Linked DNA regions of Mus musculus: region 1 is linked to region 2. Evidence: chromatin contacts called from public promoter capture Hi-C data. All regions are on one chromosome and are shown on one strand. The core of a region is the stretch at or near the end of the contact, and the rest is flanking DNA. Distances in the headings are between cores, read along the strand shown.

Evidence for each region. Capture Hi-C pulls out chosen DNA fragments and counts their contacts.
Region 1: a promoter capture Hi-C map of pancreatic islet shows a contact between it and region 2. The contact joins the promoter of Mta3 here to the promoter of Pkdcc in region 2. A contact is called at or near these places in 9 of 39 promoter capture datasets (the C10 cell line, cranial neural crest, embryonic stem cells and 4 more), 1 of 115 datasets of contacts at active chromatin or transcription factors (pancreatic cancer cells) and 1 of 9 other capture datasets (pancreatic islet).

The regions. Positions count from the first base shown.
Region 1 is chr17:83,704,257-83,709,098 of GRCm38.p6, forward strand. It overlaps Mta3 (metastasis associated 3), which reads left to right and starts at 1,928. Exons shown (of 17, transcript NM_001379391.1): 1 at 1,928-2,029; 2 at 4,143-4,210. The coding sequence starts at 2,002.
Region 2 is chr17:83,211,791-83,216,667 of GRCm38.p6, forward strand. It overlaps Pkdcc (protein kinase domain containing, cytoplasmic), which reads left to right and starts at 3,493. Exons shown (of 7, transcript NM_134117.2): 1 at 3,493-4,314. The coding sequence starts at 3,676. It overlaps Gm34686 (a long non-coding RNA gene), which reads right to left and starts at 3,344. Exons shown (of 3, transcript XR_001782234.2): 1 at 1-3,344.

The sequences.
Region 1 (4,842 bases), core at 678-3,177, 490 kb after region 2:
GATGCCGGAATACTATTCCAGGTGAACTATCAGCTGATGTGTGTCAGTTTAGAAATGGAGAGTGGTTTCAGATAAGTCACATTATATTTTCGGTAGGATCCCCAGTAAAAGAGTTATGATAAATGATAAATAACAGCTATACTGTCAGCATACCAGAGCTCTTTTGTTTTCTTCCCTGGGCCAGAAGGGCTGAGGACTCACAGTTTGCAAGCTACCAGCGAATCTGAGGCTTTCCAGAGTACAAAAGAATCGACAGACACCTGCTATTCTCAATATTGGATGCTAGAGGAGCTTCAACCAAAATGCAGTCTTCTTTTCCCGGGACAACTCCTACTTTGGCACAGCCCTTTAAATCAGCATCACCAGGCACTCCAACCCACAATACTAGGCCAATGTTTATTGTGCAACAAGGCCTGGGTGTAGTTTGGAATGCCTTGGCTTTCCTAAAAGAAGTTATGTGTTCATTGGGGAGAGTCAGTCAGGAAGATCTCGCTCTGTATCCCAAGCTGGCCACAAACTGGAGCGCCTCCAGCCTTTGCCTATGGAATACTAGGGTTACAGGTGTTTAGTACTATGAGGACCATCTATATTCAAAACCTCATAGAGGGTGTGAGGAACGTGAAAAGGGATCTATAGCTACTCAGCATGGGAAAACTAGCCACTTAAGAGCTTTCTGATGGGACAAGTGATCCTACACCTGTAATATAACCCAGCACTCAGGAGGCTGAGGCAGGAGGCTACAAGAGCCAGCCTGAACTGAGACCCGTATTAAAACAAGTAATGTTGGTGAGGTAGCTCAGTATAGCCAGGCCTGACTATCTGAGTTCAATCTCTACTCCTATGATAGACCTATACATATATATCTCATAGCATTCATGCCCTCACATGATAGATAGATAAATAGATGCATGGATGGATAGATAAGTAAATAAGTGTATTAAGAATTTAAAAACAAACCAACAAACATGAAAAGTTAGTTCTATAGTTAAATGACTAGCCTGTGCAAAGACCTGGCTTCAATCCCCATTAATGCAAAAAAAAAAAAAAACCAAAAAACCAAAAACGGGGATTGGGGCGAGGACGTGCTTTTTGACATAAAACTAGTTAGCTGACCAGCAACCCCAAGCTGTTAGACACGACCTCCTCCTTTTGATGGGGGGAAAACTGCGGATTGTGGAAACCCTGTTCTTCTACCGGCAAAGGAAGCCCTCTTGTGCTGAAGGCCTCCCCTGGTCAAAGCACACGCTGTACACAAAGCCTGTTTAGAGGCAGGGCTAGAGGATGTGTGTGTGTGTGTGTGTGTGTGGGGGGGGGGGTCGGTTTTGTTCAGCCCAGTTTTGGCACAGCCACGACTGACCTGCCAGTGTGGTCGGGGTGAGAAAGTCAGCTTCCAGTTCTTTTCATAGCTGGGTCTCAGACTTGAGCAAGCTGCAAGTACGTAGGGTCTTCTTGGCCCCAGGGCCTGTAGGCTCTAAAGCCACCAAACGTCCTCTCACCACGAGGGAGGGACGCAAACAAGCATCTGTCGCTTGCATTGGCTGCATCGGAGAGTTGTACCCAGAAGGGCGTTCGTGTGCTTGAGGTCACACATAGAGGGGTGTCCCTGGGGAACAGAAGCAGGAAAGGAGAACCTGTCCCAAGGTGGACAGGTGACGCGGGCGAGAGAGACGCTCGGAGTGGCTGAACCTCTGTCCCCACCCTGGTTCTTCCACAGCCCCTGACCCTGGTGTGCTACCCCGAGGCTAGTGCGGGTGGCCCCTGGGGTCTTCGGCCCCCCGCAGCCCGCCGCCCCGTTCCCGCCGTGCTCCGGCCTCCCGGGCCCGCTCGGCGTCGCTCTGCCGGCGCTGGGGGCGGGCACAGCCCCCTCCCTCGGTGTCCCCTCCCCGTCCCTCCCCCTCCCCCGTGGCGAGGCGGCGGCGGCGGCGGCAGCGGCGGCGGTCGAGGCTGAGGCGGCGGCGGCGGGCGGGGCTCGGCTCGGGCTCCGCGGGCGGGCGGGCGGACATGGCGGCCAACATGTACCGGGTCGGAGGTAGGAAGGCTCGGCCCTTCCCGGCCCGTCGGGGAGCGGGCGGTGGGAGCGGGGGTCCGGGCAGCGCACGCTTACTGCCAGCAGCCCGGGAGCCCGGGGCTGAGGGCGCCGCGGGCGGGGCGCAGGGGGATCCCCACCCCCACTCCCCTCCCCCACCGCTCCTGCCCGGCGTCTCGGGGCCAGGCCTCTTCTGGGGACACGCATCGGACACCCCCTTTACGAACGCCCCAAAGGGACAGAGCCCCTGCAAGCCCCCTAGCTGAGTGGTCTTTCCCTCGCGTGGCTTTTGGGCACGAGGGAGGGGGGCTTGAGCACCCCTCACCCCAAACCCCGGCTTCTGCCTCGGTGTTAGCGTGGGCTGGGGACGATGGTGGCCCAGGTGGGGGGCAGAGCTCGACAGGCCTGTTTGCAGAGCCCGGGCCCTGCACCGTCGCTGCTTCACCCCCCATTCCCTTCGGTTTCCCGTTCAGTCCCCCTGAGAGTGGGGCTGTGTGTGGGGCCAGGGAGCCGCAGCCCCAGGTAGGGAGTAGAGCTCAGCCTGGACGTTGGCTCTGCTGTCTGTCTTTCCAGCCTTCTGCAGAAGAGAGAGAAATAAGGTCAAACAAACTTTCCCTGCTCACGACGCCCTCCCTCCCTCCTTCCTGGTAAAATAATAATTCAGATAAGTGGCGTGTTTGTGAGTGAGACTTGCTCTTCCGTCTTTGCTCATTAGCCGAGCTCCTGATGGATGATGGTGGGGGAATGGCCTGGCTAAATGAGGCCACTTAGCAGCAGAGGGCTGGGAGAGAGCCGCCTAGGTAGACCGTGACTGTGCAGTCTAGTCTCTCAGGTAAACACATAGTGGGAAGTTTCCAGCCACTCTGTAGAGGAAAAATCCTGTACCTTTGGTTGAAAACTTGCCATGGTTTCTTTATAAGAAGGGTCTAAATGGAGTTGAATCAAATATAAAAAAAGGGGGGAAAAAAAACAACCCAACACCCAGCCCCTATTCCTCACCATCCCAGGTAGAGCAAGGAAAAGTTTGATACCTGCTTGCCCTTACACATTCTGCCTGCCGATTTTTTTTTTTAAGTTGATGTTTGAAATGAATTTGGGCTGTTAAGCCTTTCTTTTTCTCCTGATTTGTCTCAGGTCAACACTTTTATGTAAGAATCGTTGTTGAGGGCTGGTTGGATTGGAGGGATGAGGCGCTAGTGGGAGGCTGCGTTGATGAGCTCTGATACATAGTGATGAAGGGGTTTGCCTATCATGTTGTGGTGGGGTTGTTTGGTTGTTTGAGGCAAGGTGTCTACTTAGGCCTAGATGCCCTAGGATTCAGTCCTAGACCAGGCTGGCCTCACAGAGATCTGCTTGCCTCTGCTCCATAGGTGCTGGGATTTAAGACCTGTGCTTTTTGTTGTTGTTTGAGGCAAAGTCTTGCTATGTAGCACGAGGCTGGCCTCTGCTTTGTGATTCTCCTGCCTTTGTGTCCCACTCCCCCCAATTACAGCAAGCCATGCTTTTTTTTGTTTTTTTTTTTAAATTAAATAATTAATTCAAGGGTGACCACTGTGGCACATGCCAGTAAATTCAGCCTGTAAGTGTTGGGCCAGGAGGCTTAGGAGTTGAAGGCCAGTCTCAATTACTTCACCAGTTCTTGCCAGCCCGGACTGCTATTTTCAAAAAGAAAATGAAATGTAAGCAGGATGTGGTACGTGGTACATACCACTAATCTCCACTTGAGTGTGTGAGGCTGGGGGATGTTGAGTTAGTTCTAGATGAGCTTGGGCTACTTCGTCAGGGGTGGGAATTCTAGGACGGTGATAAACTTGGAACCGCTTACAGAGGCTGCCTTACAGTGGCTTGCCTACTTCCTAACGCATAGGGAATTGTAGCCCAAGAGATGGTGGCTCACCTTTAATCCCAGCTCTCCAGTCCTGGGCAGAGGCAGGCAGGTCTCTGCTGTGAGTTTGAGGCCAGTCTGGTGAACAAGGCAAGCTCTCTGAGACATGCCGAGCTATCTCATGTGACCCTGTCTAAAACAAAACGGAAAATAAACAAAAACAAGAAAAGGGCTCTGAGCTGTCAAATGTGAGCTCTTGGTTGAAAAGACCTGTGCGTTTTTTGTTTGCAGACTACGTTTATTTTGAGAATTCCTCCAGCAACCCGTACCTCATCAGACGGATAGAGGAGCTCAACAAGGTGAGTGAGCAGTGTGGCATCACCTGGCCAACACCGAAGCGCTTCCCCTTTAAGGGTTACTGGGTAAAGGGCCCGAGAGGTGATTTTTACTTTCAGTTCCAGGCTAATTACAGAGTTCTGCAGGCATCTGAATATTTGTTGGCTTCTTATAAAGATTTTTGACCCATGTTACGTTTGTTTCTTCAGATTGCTTTGAACCTTGAAGATCAGGCCAGTTGTGTGTAACTTGACTTCTGTTCATATTTAAGACTGTAGGCATGTTTCATATTTAAACATTAGGCATGTTTGTTTGAGCTAGGCTTACAATGACTTCCAAAAAAATCTCAATCCTCCTGCCTCAGTTTCCCAAGCGCTGTTTCACATCTGCTAGTGAATGAGTATATTCCTCCTCGAGCTTTAGAAGGAAGAATCTAATTTGGGCGTGGTGGTTCATGCCTAGAGTCAGGGGCATGGCAGCCCAGTGTCAGCCAGTCTCAGCCTCCACCCCTCCCCACAACACACAAAATTGTAAAATGAGTCGGCGGCGTGACAGGCACCTGATACCTAGTTTGAGTTTGTCCTGCGTTGTATCACTGAGACTGTCTTAAAAAAACAAAATGAGAGGCTGAGGAGATGACTTGCAAGCATGAGGA
Region 2 (4,877 bases), core at 2,243-4,742:
ATTCTGTACATTCTTAAAGGAAAGAAAGCCACAGAATTCCAACAATACATCCTCCAGGGCCCTGCATACCCTGGTAATGGAAGGATTGTCTTTACTTTCTATAAAATCTTGCACATGCAGCTGAGACAAAGGAAGGGACCAAAGGACCAGGAGAAGGCACTTCAGGAAGGTAGAAGATGGCCTGGAAGAAAGCACCTGCCTCAGGCTGAGGAGTGTAGCTTTCTTCCGGCTGGTGGAAAGTTGGGGTGCCAGGCTGCATAGAGGGCTACCGGAAGCCCATGGAAGCCTGAGTTACCAGTTCAGCTCATCCCCTGGTTGTTTTGAGAGGAAAACAATTCTCCAACAGAGGCATTAGCGACCTGGGTTGAAAGAAACGGAGTTCTTCAACACGGGCAAGCTGGGAGGATGTGATGTCCTGAAGAAAGAAATTACCGATGAACTATTTCCCAGAAAAGGTGACCTTTTAGAGTCTAGGCCAGCTGCTTCCTTCCCAAGCACTGGTGTCTGACTAGTGTGTGGAATTGGGGGAAAAGGAGGAAAGAAAGAAAACATAGCAAGTCTAAAGCATGAAGCCTTGTTGAGCTAATGCTGGTCTGAAGGCTCTTGTGTGTGGTGAGGAGTCTGGTAAAGAGTGGGATCAAGAAGATGCTGCTGTCTGAAAGCTGTTGAGAAAACAGAACCAGGGCTGAGCTGGACACTGACCCGTGAGGCCCAGGCTATGGTGTGGGCCCTGAGCTGGACACAGGCCTGTGAGGCCCAGGCTGTGGTGTGGGCCCTGAGCCGGACACAGGCCTTTGAGGCCCAGGCTGTGGTGTGGGCCCTGAGCTGGACACAGGCCTGTGAGGCCCAGGCTGTGATATGGGCCCTGCCTAGCCTGTTTTTGAGTGGCTGGGCAAATAAAAATGAGGAAACAGCAGGATTGCATAGTGTTTCTGTTTTCCAATTCTTTGAAACAACTCCTCTTCCTGGGTGGCACACACACACACACACACACACACACACACACACACAGACAGGCAAACAATCAAAAATTGGTTAAAGTCTGTCAATTCAGAAACTCTAATTGGTTCAAAGCTTTGATCTCTTCCTTTTAGGAGCAAAAATCCTATTTCTGTGGCTGAGCATGCATGTCTTGATGTCTATGTGTCTCCCTGGGGGCTGAGGGAAACAGTAAATGTGAGTCAATACAACTGAAGGGTCGCTGTTTCTCTACATGAGGACCCTGCTTTCGGGGTTCTGGGTAGGCACCAGGCGAACACTGGTGCCTATTTCTCTGGCCCTGTTGTGCACTGAACTTTCAAACCATAACAGAAACACCAAAGCTTGGCAGAGATATCACAGGAATAATTATCTAATTTCAGAACATGTTATTATAATACCTACATGATGTGTAATGAAGTTAACAATGTTCACATTCTATTCACCAACTCTGAGCTGTACACTCACGATGCCAAATCCTTCCCCACGGACGCTTCTCCGAGACATGAACATGCAGAGGATCTGAAGAAAGCTTTTCAAGAAATATGCCACACACATACACAGTGTTTGGTTGTGCAGCCATCAGAGGTGAAACCGCCAGAAGTCAAACCTCTCCTGGGCATGGTAGCTAGCTGGTCCTCACACTTCTTGAGTAGACACTGTAGAACTAGCAAGGGAATAGTAGTCACGTTGGGGTCACCCAGGCAGACAGTCTTTCTTTGACTCATCTGTGGGCCAGGGCATTTCTGATCCCCCCCCCCAGCTCCCTTCCCTGGGGTGCTGGGTCTAGATGAGGCTCAGTGAAGGGGACTGTTTGCTCCTGTTCCCTGTTGACTTTAGCCAGTAGCTATGTTTACAAACCCAGGTTGGTTTTCCCAGCACAGTTAATTAGACCAAAGACATCTGGTGTGAGGGCTGGGGAGGGCATCTGCTCAGACAGCCCCCTCCCCAACCTCCCAGCAGCTATGGGCCAGAGCTGGGCGGGGCAGCTTAAACAGGAACAGACCTATAGCGCACACTCCATCAAACCCACCCAAATCTCTCAGGGGGAATCATGGCCTCCTTCAACCTGCCTTTCCCATGACGAATAACTCAGCATGGTCCCCACTTTCTGAGTTTTAGGGGACCAAGAAGTCAGTCAGAGCCAGAAGGCCTACCTCAGTGCGATCACAGGCTGAACTTCCAAAAGAGCTAGCCGCAAGTTTTATTCCCTGTCACAGAGTTCCTCCCTGCGTTGGATAGGAACAGGAGACCTCTTGAGGGAAAACCCCTCCTTCCTAGAAAGCCCCTCAGAAAGGCGGCTCTGGATTCTTTCTCCAGCCCCTAAATTTTACCCCATATGCCGTCGCTCCAGCCGAATCCACGGCACTGCAGGAAGAGAGATAACTTTTTCCTGCCCAGAGCAAAGCAGGAGGGAGCCTGAGGAAGTGAGACGACCTCGGTGGACAGTTTCAGTGCCCTAGGGAAGTGGAGAGCCACGAGGGGGAGGGGCGGCAGCTTATCTCGCAGGAGGGGGGAGCTCACTCCAAACAGCTAATGCACTGGCGTGTGAAAGCCCCTCAATTAGCACTAATGATGCAATCAGGGAGGGAGGAGGAGGGACCAGAAGTTCTGATGGAGTCAGCACTAACACACAGGGCACACACTCACTCCCATCCTAGAGACACAGTAGCCCCTCGGGACATGCGGATGCACACATTCCACAGACAGATGTGCGTGGACACTAATGCACTCGCTGTATACGGTTCCGACCCCCTACTGGCGGGTCAAAGATCGAGGTTCTCGGGGATGGGGATGGAGCTGTGTTGTCGAGATGTGGGGATTCGGGAACCAGGAAAATCAGAAAGTCCTGGTAGAAGACAGTTGAAAAAAAAAAAGAATTCTTCCGAAACCTCCTGATTAACTCTGAGACCACAGTCCCCACCCCTCGCGCTCTCGCAGGTGCGGGGCAGCCTCCCCAGTGCGCCGCCCTTCATCACACCCTGAACCCGGGCTGTCCCAGAGCAGCCTCACCCGCAGAAGGAGGAACCCCTGCGCACTGCACTGCAGCCCCGACTCCCCACCTCCCCCAGGAGGCAGCGTGTACCCCTGAGATCCCCGCACCCGGGCCTTGGCGGCTTGCCCCTTGGAGCCCGTTACCCGCCGGCCTCGCCCCTCCAACTCCCCGCACCAGGTCGGCCAGCTCCGCTTTCGGCCTCCGGGTCCCGTTATCCAGCCTGGCCTCGGGCTTGGAAGCCCTGCGCGCGGCCGCCCCCTCCCCCTCCCCCGCTCCCCAACCCGAGCTCGGGGGGCCGCGCGCCGGGCAGGGCCGGAGCCGCCTCCGCGCCGCTTCCCAGGCCCGGCTGGCCGCGGGAGGAGGTCCCGCTGTCAGTCAGCGGGGAAGGCCGGCCCGGGCGGCCAGAGGGGGCGGCGCCGAGGACTGGCTCGGCCGGGCGCGGGGAGGCGCTGGCGGAGGGGCGGGCGCGGGGGTGGCTCCGGGCCTTATAAGCGGCGGGGGCAGGGCGGGAGGGAGGCAAGTGTCAGGCCGATGTGCCGCCCGCCGGGGGCCGGGGTCGGGGCTGCCCGGGCCATGCGCGCGGGCTGGGCAGGGGGCCGGCGCGGCGCGAAGCCGAGTCGCCTCGGAGCCTGAGCCGCCCGGGGCCGGGGCCGGGGCCGGGGCCGGGGAGCGGCGCGCGGCCGGCCGGGGGGAGGGGAGCGATGCGGCGCCGGCGGGCGGCCGTGGCCGCTGGTTTCTGCGCCTCCTTCCTGCTGGGCTCCGTCCTCAACGTGCTCTTCGCACCGGGCTCGGAGCCTCCGCGGCCAGGCCAGTCCCCGGGGTCCTCGGCAGCCCCGGGCCCGGGCCGTCGCGGGGGCCGTGGGGAGCTGGCCCGGCAGATCCGGGAGCGCTACGAGGAGGTGCAGCGCTATTCCCGCGGGGGGCCGGGGCCGGGAGCGGGCCGGCCAGAGCGGCGGCGCCTGATGGACCTGGCTCCGGGCGGGCCGGGCCTGCAGCGTCCCCGGCCCCCGCGGGTCCGGTCCCCGCCCGACGGCGCTCCGGGCTGGCCCCCTGCTCCCGGCCCGGGCTCCCCCGGCCCGGGCCCGCGCCTAGGCTGCGCCGCGCTCCGCAACGTGTCTGGCGCGCAGTACGTGGGCTCAGGCTACACTAAGGCTGTGTACCGGGTCCGCCTGCCCGGCGGCGCCGCGGTGGCGCTTAAAGCAGTGGACTTCAGCGGCCACGATCTGGGCAGCTGCGTGCGCGAGTTCGGGGCGCGAAGGGGCTGCTATCGCCTGGCGGCCCACAAGCTGCTCAAAGAGATGGTGCTGCTGGAGCGGCTGCGGCACCCCAACGTGCTGCAGGTACGACAGTGGGGTTCCGGGATGAGGGGGCTGGCTGGCCACTCTGAAAGACTCCTTGGTCTTACGGAGTAAATAAGTCTCAGGGCGTCCAAGACTGCCCAGTTGCAGCTAGGTGCAGAACCCAGATTAGGGAACCACACTCAGCACCACCCTGCCGGGGTCTCTCACCCTTTGGGTAGAACCCTGTACCAGCTTAAACGCATCCCGTAAAGACAGAGGCAAGGACCAGAAGGGTCCCAAGCTGGTGATAAGGCAGTGATTAGGAGTTGTGACCACAGAGGACCCTGCTGCTGGCTAAAGCTGGTGGAGTATTATCTCCAGTCATAGTGACCTCAGGTCCAACTCCAACATCCAGCTTCAGTCAGCTCCCAGATGCAGAAATAGGATCCCCCATATTGGTAGAGCCTGAACCATACTTTTTTCAAAGTCCAGCGACACGTCTGGCTTTGGAGGTGATGTTAAGCCTCAGTGGGTATGGGAGGGGCCCAAAAGGAGACCATGGATCTGACTTGATCTTCAGGGAGACCCTCATTTCTCACTGGGCTCACAGGCCATTGAAAGGG